Regions from separate parts of the Hordeum vulgare genome. Here region 2 is linked to region 1. Evidence: chromatin contacts called from public Hi-C data. All regions are on one chromosome and are shown on one strand. The core of a region is the stretch at or near the end of the contact, and the rest is flanking DNA. Distances in the headings are between cores, read along the strand shown. Region 1 has its middle 87 kb from the start of LOC123398691. Region 2 has its middle 24 kb from the start of LOC123397657.

Region 1 (6,725 bases), core at 3,632-6,131:
TGGATATTAGGCAAACCGTCTAACTCACATAATTTTGGGCCTTGCCCGGTTGAACTGCTACACTCGGATCTTTAACCGAGGAGGTAAAAAACGATATCTAACGAAGTAACAATCTCTGCCAAAAGTTAACTAGGAAATTCAGAATTAGGAATAGGAACCGAATTTAATCGAAAAAGAGGACTCACTAAGCACCTAGAGGCTAGAGTCGTTCACGGATCAATCTGACAAGGCAACGACTCTGAAATTTGGGAGAGGAACCTACAAAGACAACAACGATAACGGCATGAATCCGAGCGATCTAATGAGGCGAAGTGGACGAGACGATATTGTTTTCGATAGCGAAGTCGACGCAACTGCTGTTGCGGTCTCCAGATCAAGATACGAGATGATCCCGATAGACTTATGTAGTGTACCCTTTTTTTTAACCGACAATAGTGTTTCTATATTATCGATCGAGTGATTTTCTTTTTTGAAGAAATATCAATCGAGCACCAACACTCCTACTCTCAATGGCCTCAACTCAGGGCCAACTCCAACATGTAGGATTTTTTGTGAAAAAATACTACAAGGCTTATATAAAAAATTCGGGGCCCCCTAAAATTGTGGGCCCTGTGCGGGCAGGATGTTTAGCACCAATACTGGCCCGGCACTGATGTTTTGCCAATCTCGCTAGAACGACAAGTTTAGTTCACCCTCCAAAGCCACTCGGCTGCTCAGCTCTCCCGTCCATTGCCACAAATTTCTCCCACCTTTTCCATCGGCAATTCTTCCCGCTCATTCTTTTTTTTGATAGCTTATAAATAGTTAAATCCACCCCCCCCCCCCCCATCCAACTTACCCTGCATTTTGTGAGAAAGAGTGGAAAAGGAGAGAAGAAAATATTCTATGTTAATTCCTTATTGTTTGACGTGGATAATTTTCTGGTCGTCAATTGATATGTGTATTTGTTTTTGTATTAGGAATGGCACTTTTTTGATCCAAATGGGATGCCAAAAGTAGATATATTCGGGTGCTCCTATAGAGGTGGCAGTTCTGAGGTGTTGGTGCAGCGCGAGTTGCAAGATGAAGAGCTAGCTACATGGAATTTCCATACATTTATAGCACAAAGTTTTTCATGTGCGTTAATTATACCCATGTTTCACCCCGGCCTCTTTGATTCTTAGGATTTTGAGAACACGGGAATAGGAAAAGTGGAGGGTTGAAGTGGCATGTCCATTTGAATCCTATGGGATTAGCAAGGAGTGTTTGATGCCATAGAAAAAACAAAGAAATTGTAAAAAGAGGTCGGAGTGGATGTTAGATTTCCTCTGAAATGTAGTACAAATGATTTCATAGGAAAATTTCCTATGGGATTCAATCCTATGATTCAAAGGACTGATGTAGGAAAAAATCCTAAGGATTTCAATCCTCCAAAAACTTGTTGTTTACGACCGTCTATCGGTATGTCTTAATGCCTATCTGGTAAGTTTTATATTATATTGCATACCACTGACCGTAATTTTATTAATTTTCATATCCCCTATCCTCTGTGCATATTATCACTGGATAGACAAAGAGAAATCAGAATGGGTCTACATTGAACTTGAGCATACAACGGCATGTACGTGGGAAAATCTCAGAGGGTTATTTGTGAGGAGAAGGTGGCGGACAAGATGAGGAAGAAGCATAAGATGGTAAGGTTAAGGGGAAATGGTCCCTTGGACAATAAGCTCTTATAATGTATATTGATTTCATCACTGGAGCATATCTTGTAACCTATTATGTACTAAAAGCACCTTATGGTACAAAATAGAGTTGTTCTTGAAAAATCTCATAAAAAGCAAAACATTTGGTCATCAATTTGTGAGCCATGTCTTTATTAATAAATTGTAATCATAATTGTAGCTAAACAGATCACACCCTTTAGAGTGATATAGAATTGTGCCTACATAGATCACATATGTTAAATCTTCATGTAAGTGTGCTTAAACATATGCCATTTGCTAGATCGCCATAATTATGTATCTTAACATATTATATAAGTTAGACCTCTATAATTGTTTCTCGTGTGTTGGTTGTCCATAACTATAACTAGACAAATCATAACCGGTAAATCTTGGTAACGGTAGTTGCATAAATAGTAGTCATTATATTACCCTGTTTGCGGTTAGATAGATAACGTAATAAAAGTATTTTCCGGTGCATAAGTTTAAAAAATAGCACACACATGTTAGCTAATTGTTGAACTAAAATAAAAGTACATGTCTTGCCCGATTTAAACATGTTATTAGCTCTCACCACATAAACAATTATAATTACAATAATTGGTAGATACATAAATATCTCTACCACCTTATGCTATGTAGATAATTAGTACTGCAAATTCCTGGGGCAATATGTGGAGCAAAATAGCTGTCGTGTAATTAGGACCAACATAAGTGTCGATGCAGGAGTATGGAAATTGTAGTTGGTTACTGGAACTGAAGGGTTGAGGGCGTGTGGGAAATTAGTTTGTTTAATTTTTGTTTATTTATAGATGCCAAATCCAAGCGAGAATTCTAGCATGTGCCAATAATTTTCTGACGAGGATAGAAACAAGACTAGATTAATCTATATAGACATGCAAAAAATAACAGAGACATGCAGTTGCAAACATATACCAACGAGCATACAAGAGTTGACCCAGAGAACATGCACATTACGAATTACCTTGCTCGTTAATATGAAAAGGTGAAGCAATATCATTAGCTTTTTTAATTCGCATATTTCTTTACTTAGCAACACAAAATGTATTCACATGAATAAAGGTCAAAATTTCAATTTTAAGAAATGATGCATGCATAACACATTGTGTATTATGCAATGGAAGGAGTAAATTTGAGGAAACAATCTGGACAGTGTATTTAGTTGTTGCTGCACTCCTCGTGTCCACCTTGCTAAGTCATCTAATGGTTGAGATGTGTGATCATGCTACTCTCCTCCACCGCTCATCGTATATATTACGTGCCCTTCCCTATCCTCTTCTATTGTGCGATCGGTCGAGACTGGGCACTGCCGCCACCATTAGAAACTTGCACAGAATAAGACCTCCATTGGGCGCCCCCGCCTCATGGGGGAGCTCCTCCCTCTATCTATAATAAAAGCCAAGATTCTAGTACTTCAAAAAATATACTTCCAACATGAGGAAAGCTTTCGCCGATCACTCATGTTTGGAATATACATTTTGGGAGGTCCTAAACATTAGGCATGATGTTATTTGTCACACATGTACATATCCTTTCATAAAATCAATCAAACTTTTTTCCTTTTCACAAAAGTACCTTGTTTTGTGGTATATTGACAAAAATACAGTTTTAACAGGCTACAACAAAAACATTTTAGAAGAATATGTAAGATGAATAGTGTATTGTAATATGTCCTATAAATTAAGGATTATATAGCATACTTTAGTTTTTGTAATTTAAGTCTCAACAAGTTCCCCGGGAATTGCAAAAAATGTGATCTTGGAAAATAAGGACATCTTTGACTTAGAAGATTTACATGGGAATTTTCCAGGATTTCGGTTCTTCGGAATCTTTCCTGTATCGGTTGTCTGACTTGTATAATTGAATCACATACGGGATTACATAAGGATTTGTTTGTACTGCATTTCATGGAGAATTTAGCATCCATAGAAACATCTTGGAAGAATAATTTATTTTTCGTATGATGCAATCAAACAAACAAAAGGCCCTAAGCAAAGCTCCATCTCAAACCTTCACCTAGTGCAACATGTATTAGAAAATATCAATATTTACCAACAGCTACAAGTAAAATGTAACAAAGTGAGCAATAGTTCTACTTATTTCAATCTCTCAACAGATTTTTATTTGTTCTCCTTGTTGGATCACATTATGGCATAAATACCAACCTAGCCCAGAATTAAATTTGCCAAACCAAGTTTCCACACATGTAGCTACCATAGGTCTAGGTTATGATATGCGGTAAGTTGTATCTGGGCTAGTTTTCACACTGATATTAATTGTATCATCACAACCATCGGGCTAGAATGAAACAGTATGCTAATGACAGTTGGCTCAAATGTTACATTCATTAACCGTAAAAGATCTATATTAGAATAGAAGAGATATAATGAGATGCTTTTCAAGTTTAGGAATCGTGGGCATGATCATTTTGGATAAATATTGTATTGGTGAATTTCATCTGTTAAACTGAAGCCAAGGTAATTAAGATCATTCATAAATTCTATAATTGTATATTATATCATAATAAGTTGGATAACCTTTACTTACGATATACTATTTGTAGAGCACAAAATAACTAATTATAGCTCAGTAAATATTTAATATTCTGAGTTCATAGTTACTATCTCATCCGGAAATTATGTTTGGTATTTAGTTAAATGTACTAAGGTCAATTGCCGAACTTTTTTGAGCGATTAAGCTTTCGGTAGACAACTGTAATGGGCAAGTAGCCATTATGTTTGTGATGTAGTGTATGTTAGTCGTGTTTGTATCGTTGGGGTATAGTGTGTACGTTTCACATGTGTACAATGAATCCAGTAACTTCGATGAAACTTTAGTGCCTAATTTAATACTCCCTCCGTCCCAAAATAACTGTCTCAAGCTTAATACAATTTTGTACTAGAGCTAATACAAAGTTGAGACACTTATTTTGGAACGGAGGGAGTATGAAGCTACTCCTAAATACTTAATATGGGAGCATTTTTTTTCTTTAATTTCTAAACGTTTTCAAAAGTTTAGAATATATTTTTAATAGTAAACCGATGAAACTAAAATGGCTGAAGAAACCAAACCGGAAAACGACTTGGGCTATACCTACCCGATAACGATGGCGATGACTAACGCACAAGGTCCAACCCACAAAAGTGTTGCACGGGGAGTAGGTGGGAGCTGTTGTTCGGCGCCTTAAGCGCCTGAACAGGTAGCTAGCGCCCATTGCGCCTTTTTATTGGGTCGGCCCGTAAAACAAAAGCACAGCGAATATATAATAACGCTAGAATAACTAAAAAGGTTTGCATTCAAACTCGGGTCATCACATCCTTGTTCAAGCTTGGCTAATCACTAGAACAACAGAACACTTGTGAATATAACTAACACTAATCGTATAAGAACAAGTGTACCTACGCTACTTATTAATCACATAGATTTTCTTTAAACGTGAATTTTCAAATGTTCATCATTTTGGAAAAAAAGTTCACGAAATTTATAAAAACATTAAGAAAAGTATACAAACTTAAAAAAAGTTCATCGATTTTGAAAAAAAAAGTTACAAAAAGGGAAAAAATATTTACTTTTTAAAAAAATCATCAATTTATAAAACAAATATTCAATTTTGATAAAAAACCATAAGTATTGAAAAAAATTGTCAAGTTTGACAAATAGTTCACCAACATCGAAAAAAGTTCAAAAATTTGAAGAAAACAACATCAATTTTTAAAAAAACATCGAATTTGAAAAAACAAATAATTGGATTTGAAAAATGGTTAATCAAATTTAATAAAAGTTCACAAATTTTTAAAATTATTCATCAAATTTAAAAAAAGTTCATCAATATTAAGAGAATGTTCACGAATTTGAAAAATAGTTCATCGAATTTGATAACAGTTCATCTATTTTGGAAAATGTCGAGAGATCAAATACTAAAAAAAAGAACAAAACCGTTCCGAATAAAAAGCAAGATGAAAAAAAAAGTGAAAAAATAAATAGAAAAAAGGAAAAGGCGTTCAAAGAAAGGGAGGAAGAAGCAGCAACCCAGCAGCCAATTCGGGAACTTGGGTTGGTTGGCTCATCACACGACTGACTATTTGGTCGCATGTTTGAATCGCAGCAAATGCGGGCGTCACTTTTTTGTTTGTATAACAGAACAAAAAAAGAAGATGGGCCAAGCCCATGTAACAGGCTGTAGACGCCGTTTTGTAGAAATTCGAAGAAACTAACGCCTACAACGTCAAATTGGAAAAGCCGGAGTAGGTCCGCGTTTGTGGGACTACAATCGCCATATAGGAGGGGACATCCTATTTGCCGCTAACTGCAGCAAAGAGGTGGAGCTTCGCATAGGACGCGAGTAACCAGGGCCGGTCCATTCGCTCATTTTGACGGAATGAAAAAACGCAAAAACTGACTGCGCAATACCCGGGAATCGAAACCTCAACCTGCAATAGATTATTGCAATGCACGAGCCACTACACTAGGCAACCTACTTTGCAACAATGGCAGCGCTAGTGCTAAAGAACAATCGGCAACCGCGAAAAATAAAAAAGTGAGAAAGTGAACATTTTTCAAAATTAAACTATTTTTACAAAACTCGATTGTTTTTTAATTTACAAACTAATTTCGAAAATATGGAACATTTTATAAATTTGTGAACAAAATGTAAAAACTGTAGCATTTTCAGAATATGTGAACAAATTTGGAAAACAGGGTTATATATGGAAATTCCAAAATATTTTAGATTTTGTGAACAAAAATAAAACATGTGAACATTATGTTAATTTGTGAAAAAAATTGGAAATATTAACGTTTTTTAAATATGTGAACAAATTCCTAAATTCAAAATATTTTTCCGATTGTTGAAAAAGTTTACAAAAACAGGAAAAAATTGGAATTCCAGAACATTTTCATAGTTTCCTATAAAATTACAAAAAAGGAGAATTTTTTTGAAATTCAGGAATAATTTTTCAAATTTTAGAACATTTTTCAAATTCCGGAATATTTTTCAAATTC
Region 2 (6,160 bases), core at 1,439-3,938, 170 kb before region 1:
AGAGAGACTAGAGAAAGTTGTCGTAGTAGAGGGGTAGCGATCTATTCTTCGTTTTTTCCAAATTGACCAAGTTTATGAACCATAGACTTGTATTGGTGCCTTGGCTCGTGGCACCAACCAAATGAAGAAAGGGAAACAGAAGGCATGGCAAGAGCAAGTTTCGTCTGATAGTGCGACACTGCCACGATCATGATCATGCACGTCTAACTACTTTTGCTACCTAACCAAGACACACTGATTCAACATAACTACATTCCGACTGCCTCTCCCACTCACACTGCCTCGCTGCCGACGCACCTCCTGGTAACCGTACCGCCCGCCGGCATCGCCGCTACCTCATTGCCTTTCTTGGTCATCGCCGCCCTTCTGCCCGACGCCGAGCCTGTTCGCCCGCCGTCGTTGTCGTCAGAAACAAGGTGAAACGTCGTCACCATAGCCGATTCATCGGATTGCTTCGAATCTTCTTTTTTTTCCGTCGCCATTTCCCGCCAATTTTGGCGGGAAAGTATGGGGGGATAAATTGGCGGCAAAGTATGGGGGGGGGGGGGTAAATTGACGGGAAATAGGGCGTGGAAAATAGCTAACATGCAAAAAAATAATCCCATGCACCTATTGGCCTAGCCAACACCAATTAGTCCTTATTGGCCTAAGCCAAGGCTGATAGGGACTTATTGGCCTAGCCAAGGCCGACAGGAGCTTATTGGCTTCGCCAAGGCCGATAAGCTCCCGGAAGCCAGGCTGACAGGCCTATCGGCCTAACCAAGGCCGATTGGGACTTATTGGTCTTGGCTAGGCCAATAGATTCCAATCGACCACGCCTAAGCCGAGGCCGTATTATTTTTGAAAAATCTGAATTTTGTGCAATATTTTTCAAAAAGAAATAAAAAATGCAATATTTAAAAAAAGTTAGCCGAATTTCAGACTAAAGGCCCAATTTAAATCTGTTATGGATCATGACAAAATTTCTATATTTGGTTTGATTTATTTATTACCTTAGTAGGGTGATTTTTAGATTAATAGTACCATGAGCACCTGGTATGCACATGCAACAGTAAAAACATAAAAGATAGTAAAAGGAAATAAAAATATATATTTATTTTGTTATTTCAGTGCAACGCATAGCTCTTTTTGCTAGTTATGCATCAATTCACCAACACTAGCGTAGAAGGTTTAGAGATCAGTGTGTAAAGTGAGCTATTTAATAATTCCCCGTCTCAAAATAAGTGTCGCAAATTTTGTACTAAGTTAGTATAGATTTTTGTACTAGATCAACGACACTTATTTTGCGATGGAGGAAATATGTATTAAAACTAGACATTTTTTACTTTATATTAGATGTAGCCATCTCAATCAATAATCTTTGGTACGTATATTGGTGTATGGTGCAATTGAGAACCAAAGTTCCCATTCTAAACAGCGTCTCCCATGAAGTTCCCATTCTACACGTGGGACTCGCCTTTGTAAGATTTGTGCACCGTTTCAACTAGAACCTGCTATTACCTCGTAACCAACCTACGATCTAGCTTATTATTTTTGAAACTACCACCTCAATATAGCCCATATATTTCACGTGGGGGATATCTGTTTACTAGCAATAAAAACATCCAAATCGGCCACCCGACATTCGCAGGGGCCAAGTGACATCTTTGCTCGTTTTGGACTTTCATGAGACCTATATCTCACTTATAGCGGGATGTCAGCTCTCTCGCCTGCAACGTGACGCGGCCCAGCCGACAAGTACTGTAGCAGTTCATGTGTTTTTTTTTCTTTCGCTGTGATTGTCTTTTTGTTCGGATTTTTCAATGTTGGGCCAGTTCTTTCTTTCTAGTGTTTCTTTGTCCGGTTTCGTTGTTTGGGATCACAGTTTTTTTACCTTTTTAATTAAAAAAACTGTTTCTTCACCGGTTGCCTTTTTTCCTCGTGCTAATTCGATTTTCATTATTCTGCACGGTTTTTCCATATTTTTCTTTTTTTATATGTTGGTTTTGTTTTCTTTCTCAGTTTTATTTGTTTTTCGGCAGTTTATTTCTTTTTCCTTTTTCAGTTTTCATTGGTTTTATTTTCTTATCACTTGTCTACGTTCTTTGTACATAATATACAACTTTTAATGTACATGTAAAACATTTTTTATGCACGTTGCACTTTTTCAAACACAGGATGTATGTTTATTAATACAACTTTTGACACTTTTTTAATAATTTGTCAACATTGTTTTCAAATACAAGTCCAAAAAATTTCTAAAACCAGAAAAAATATTACAGTGTGTAAACATTTTTAAAAATGTCCTATCCATATTTTTGGAAACACGTGAACATTTTTTTAAATGCCAACTTTCTTAAATGTATGAAACATATGTTTATACTATGCAAACATTTTCTGACATTGTATAATTTTCTTTAAAACAAATCCATAATTTTTTTAAAGAGAAACATCTTTTTCATTTTCACATACATTTTTTAAGCTATAAACATTTTTCCTTGTATTGCACTAAACTATTTTAGATCGTGTTAACATTTTTTAAATTCATGGTTTTGAACTTTTAAGTAAATTTACTATTTTAGAATACTCATTTAAAATATAATATAATAAAAAGAAGAAAAACAAAGTTTGGTATGACATCAACGTGACCTCATCACGATAACCATGTCTCCACTGGGCTGGCCCACCCTCGACTCCTTGCAGTGTGCACGAGAACGAGGCAGCCATGTCTCGGAGCTCCTATCTGGCGCCTTCAACACCACTTGGGAATCCGGCGCCTGTAGCACCACTCCTCATGGGCCGGCCCATATAAAGTATGGTTGTCATTAAAAAATCAAAAAAAGTTCACTGAATTTTAAAAAGTTCAGATTTGCAAAAAAAGTTCGATGATTATGAAAAAAAGTTCACCGACTTTTACAATATGTGCAAGGATTTTCAAAAAGTTCACAGAATTCGAAAAGAAAATCATCAATTTTGAAAAAAAAGTTTATCAATTTTTAAAAATAGTTCATTGATTTTGACAAAGTTCATGAATTGAAAAATAAGTTCACCGATTTTCAAGAAAAGTTCGCCAATTTCGAAAAATAAATCATCAACTTTAAAAATAGTTCACGACTTCAAAAAAGGTCAACAGTTAAAAAAAATCACAGATTAAAACACATATAGGATCTCTAAATGGACCGGCCCATCGCAGAAGCGCTGGCGGCGCCGGTTAGCAAAATTTGCCTAAAACCAATACTCCGCCATGTCTTGCTTATAGCAAGACACGTGGGCTTATTTGGATTTCACTCACGTAGGTGAAAGTTTGGGCTTAAAAAACTTATGTAGGCGCTTGTGCGAGTGTGTATCCAATGCACCTATCCTAAAAGTGCAATCTAAAATTTTGTCCATGGATCTAAACTTAATTTATGACACGAAATAATGTATTACCATGTCAAGTTCAAATATAACTTTGGAACGGAGGTTGAGAAATGAGAAGAACAAATTCAAAACTAAGTGTGTAAACGGGCTAAAATTTGAGCCCCATCTAAGAAACTACCATTTATAATTTGATTCGACCTTTTTTTGTTTTGTTTCTGGAGTTGTACATCGAATTGGGATATAACATTTTTCTAGCACAATCAATATATACGTCGAAAAGGATTTGTGTCAGCCGACCGACTCGTCCTCTTCTGTACACTTCCGACGCGATGCGTGTAGTGGGGCTCATGAAATGCCATTTCGATCCTTATCTTTTTCATGTGCACCGCGCAACATGTCGTTCCTCTTGCTCCCAAACTCTCAAAGTAGCCATGTCAACCCGGCCCCAACCTCTGATGCAAGAGGGGGCCATTACTATTGTGAGGCTTGTTGGTTCCACGAAATGTTGCGCGTCCGCGACAAGGGGGCGACCTACGGGGCTGCTCCAAGTTTGTGAAGGGGAGGTGGATATCAACCGGCAAGGCGCTCAGCTACGACCAACACTGTAAGCCGCTCCCAGCGAGCCGAGTTATTAGCAGGGGGTTGCAGTGTTTGCGAGGCGTTGGAAGCAGCATGGCGCGCAGCTCCGACCAGTGCACCAAGATGCTAGGGACAACATATCACCCAATAGAGTTGCATCCGGCATAGAGAGAGCTGGAACCAATGAGTGACGTAGCTGCATCCGGCTATAGCAGAGCTACAACCGTCAAGGTGCAGAGATGGAACCGACAAGTGGTGAAGCTGCATCCGGCTACAATAGATCTGCGATCCATGAGTGGAAGAGGTGCAACGGATATGGCGTGGGGCTGCATCCGGCTACACCACACCTACAACCTACGACGGGAGGAGCTCCAACTGGTAGGGCATGACTAGAACTAGCAAGTGACGGACTTGCATTCGGCTACAGTGGGCTACAACCTATAAGTGGAGTACTAGCAACCGATAAGGGGTGTAGCTGGACCAGACGACGACGGAGCTGCAACCGTCAAGTAGAGGATCTGGAACGGGCTACAACAAAGTTGAACCGACAAGGACAGAGATGCAACCGGTAAGAGGCGAAGTTGCAACTAGCGACTGCCAGAGCTGGAACCCCGTGACCACCATGCTCTCGCTAGGGGCAAAATGGACAAATCTGACCTAAACATGTAACAAATTCACAAAGTGAACCGTCTCCGAATTGTTTTCACTCTCGTAACCCTTTTTTGTGGGGCCTTTGCCTTAGGCGCCACACTACATTGTATGACGTTCGAAACTACATTGTGTGGCGTCCGAGACCTAAGGTGGCGCCTAAGGCAAAGATGCTACACTACACTATGTCTCTGTGGCGTCTAAGGCAAAGGCGCCTCATAAAGGTGAAGTTGTCCCTGTCTTTCGATGAGATGGTGTCTATCATTTTTGGTGGAGTGGACTTTGACGATCCGACTACGAACGTGCGAAGACGCCGCGTCTTATCAATCGCTAAACCAACTCCTAGAGGTTATTTACCACGACGGAGCACTATCAACCTAACCACGAGGGTATGTTTCATGCACGCAAACGAAGAACAAACAAGAAATTGAAATTGCAATCTAGATATTGTGAATATAAGAGAAAAGCTTTATTGATGAAAGTGAGGTTCTCTGACGTCTTGGTGTGGTTGTAGAACACAAACGAAGAACGCGAAGTTGCAGCTATGGCAAACTTGTAATCTAAACAATACCCAAGTCTAAACGGTGCCCTAAGGGCTGCATATGAGGAAATAGAGAGGGATTTTCGTGACCCTTGAAGGATGGGTCCGAAAACGACCCTAAACTCGGTTTCCCCACACATACGGACTCTAAAAATAACCTATGTGGTAGCTAGTATTTTGAAATTACATGGGCCTGGCCTAAAAATAAGGTGACGCAACACCTATAATAGCATATGGATGAAATTTATGAAGTGACATCTTGTATATTTCGTCCAAGACTTCATGATTTCCTTATGGTGCCTTCAAAGTCCCAAAATCACCACCAGAAGCACCTTTTTCTTTCCCGAGTGTGCACCTTCCCCTTCATTCTTAATCCCGCTCCAATGGCCATCCTTCTTGTCCATGCTAGGTCCTTCATTCATAAGCAAGACATAAATATCTAATTTAGACAGCATCATATGTTCATGGATATTAGAAAGATTTTCAAGAAATGAAAATACCTGGTAATTCAACGAACGTGCGCGAGCTCTAGTAACTGGTCGAGTAGGTATAACAGATGTAATAATGGCATCGATGTCCTCATGAGCGCCACACAGTATAGTGTGGCACCTTGCTATTGGGCGCCACATAAAAAGGTTACACGAGTGAATTTTTTTCAAACGCAATTCATTTCGTGAATTTGTAGCGTGTTTAGGTCAGATTTGTCCATTTTGCCCTTGCTAGGGGAGCAAAGATGATTCGCTACGCAGGGTTGGCGGGGTGTTCTTTTTGCCACCGAGGACGCCCACATCTGATTTATTCCTCGTGCGAGCTGTGCCGAGGGAAAGGCGGTGGGAAGAATAGTTTTCTAGGCTTTTTTGTAGGCGCGACGCACACGCCGACATAGATGCATCGATGGGAGGGGGAGAATGCATCGAACGGTAGTGGAAAGATCAATCGGACGGTGCAGGACTCGACCGGTCGAGGACTTTTGCAGGTCGACCAGCGCAGGGCACCGATGATTTTTTTTTTGAAACGTCCATCATAGCTAGCCTTGCATTGATTTAAGCAGAG

Evidence for each region. A called contact is a pair of places that touch in the nucleus more often than the background predicts.
Region 2: a contact with region 1 is called in a Hi-C map of leaf, with 2.1 times the contacts expected there. The contact joins two enhancer-like sites. A contact is called at or near these places in 5 of 6 Hi-C or Micro-C datasets (leaf, seedling and an unstated tissue).

What each region holds. Positions count from the first base shown.
Region 1 is chr5H:505,534,552-505,541,276 of MorexV3_pseudomolecules_assembly, reverse strand. No RefSeq gene overlaps it. Among protein-coding and RNA genes, the nearest start is that of LOC123398691, 87 kb to the right of the region's middle. Within about 2 kb of position 4,881, at least 1 of the 3 cell types and tissues checked has open chromatin away from gene starts, as enhancers often do. A contact at or near this core is called in leaf, where this site is marked.
Region 2 is chr5H:505,706,994-505,713,153 of MorexV3_pseudomolecules_assembly, reverse strand. No RefSeq gene overlaps it. Among protein-coding and RNA genes, the nearest start is that of LOC123397657, 24 kb to the left of the region's middle. Within about 2 kb of position 2,688, at least 3 of the 3 cell types and tissues checked have open chromatin away from gene starts, as enhancers often do. A contact at or near this core is called in leaf, where this site is marked.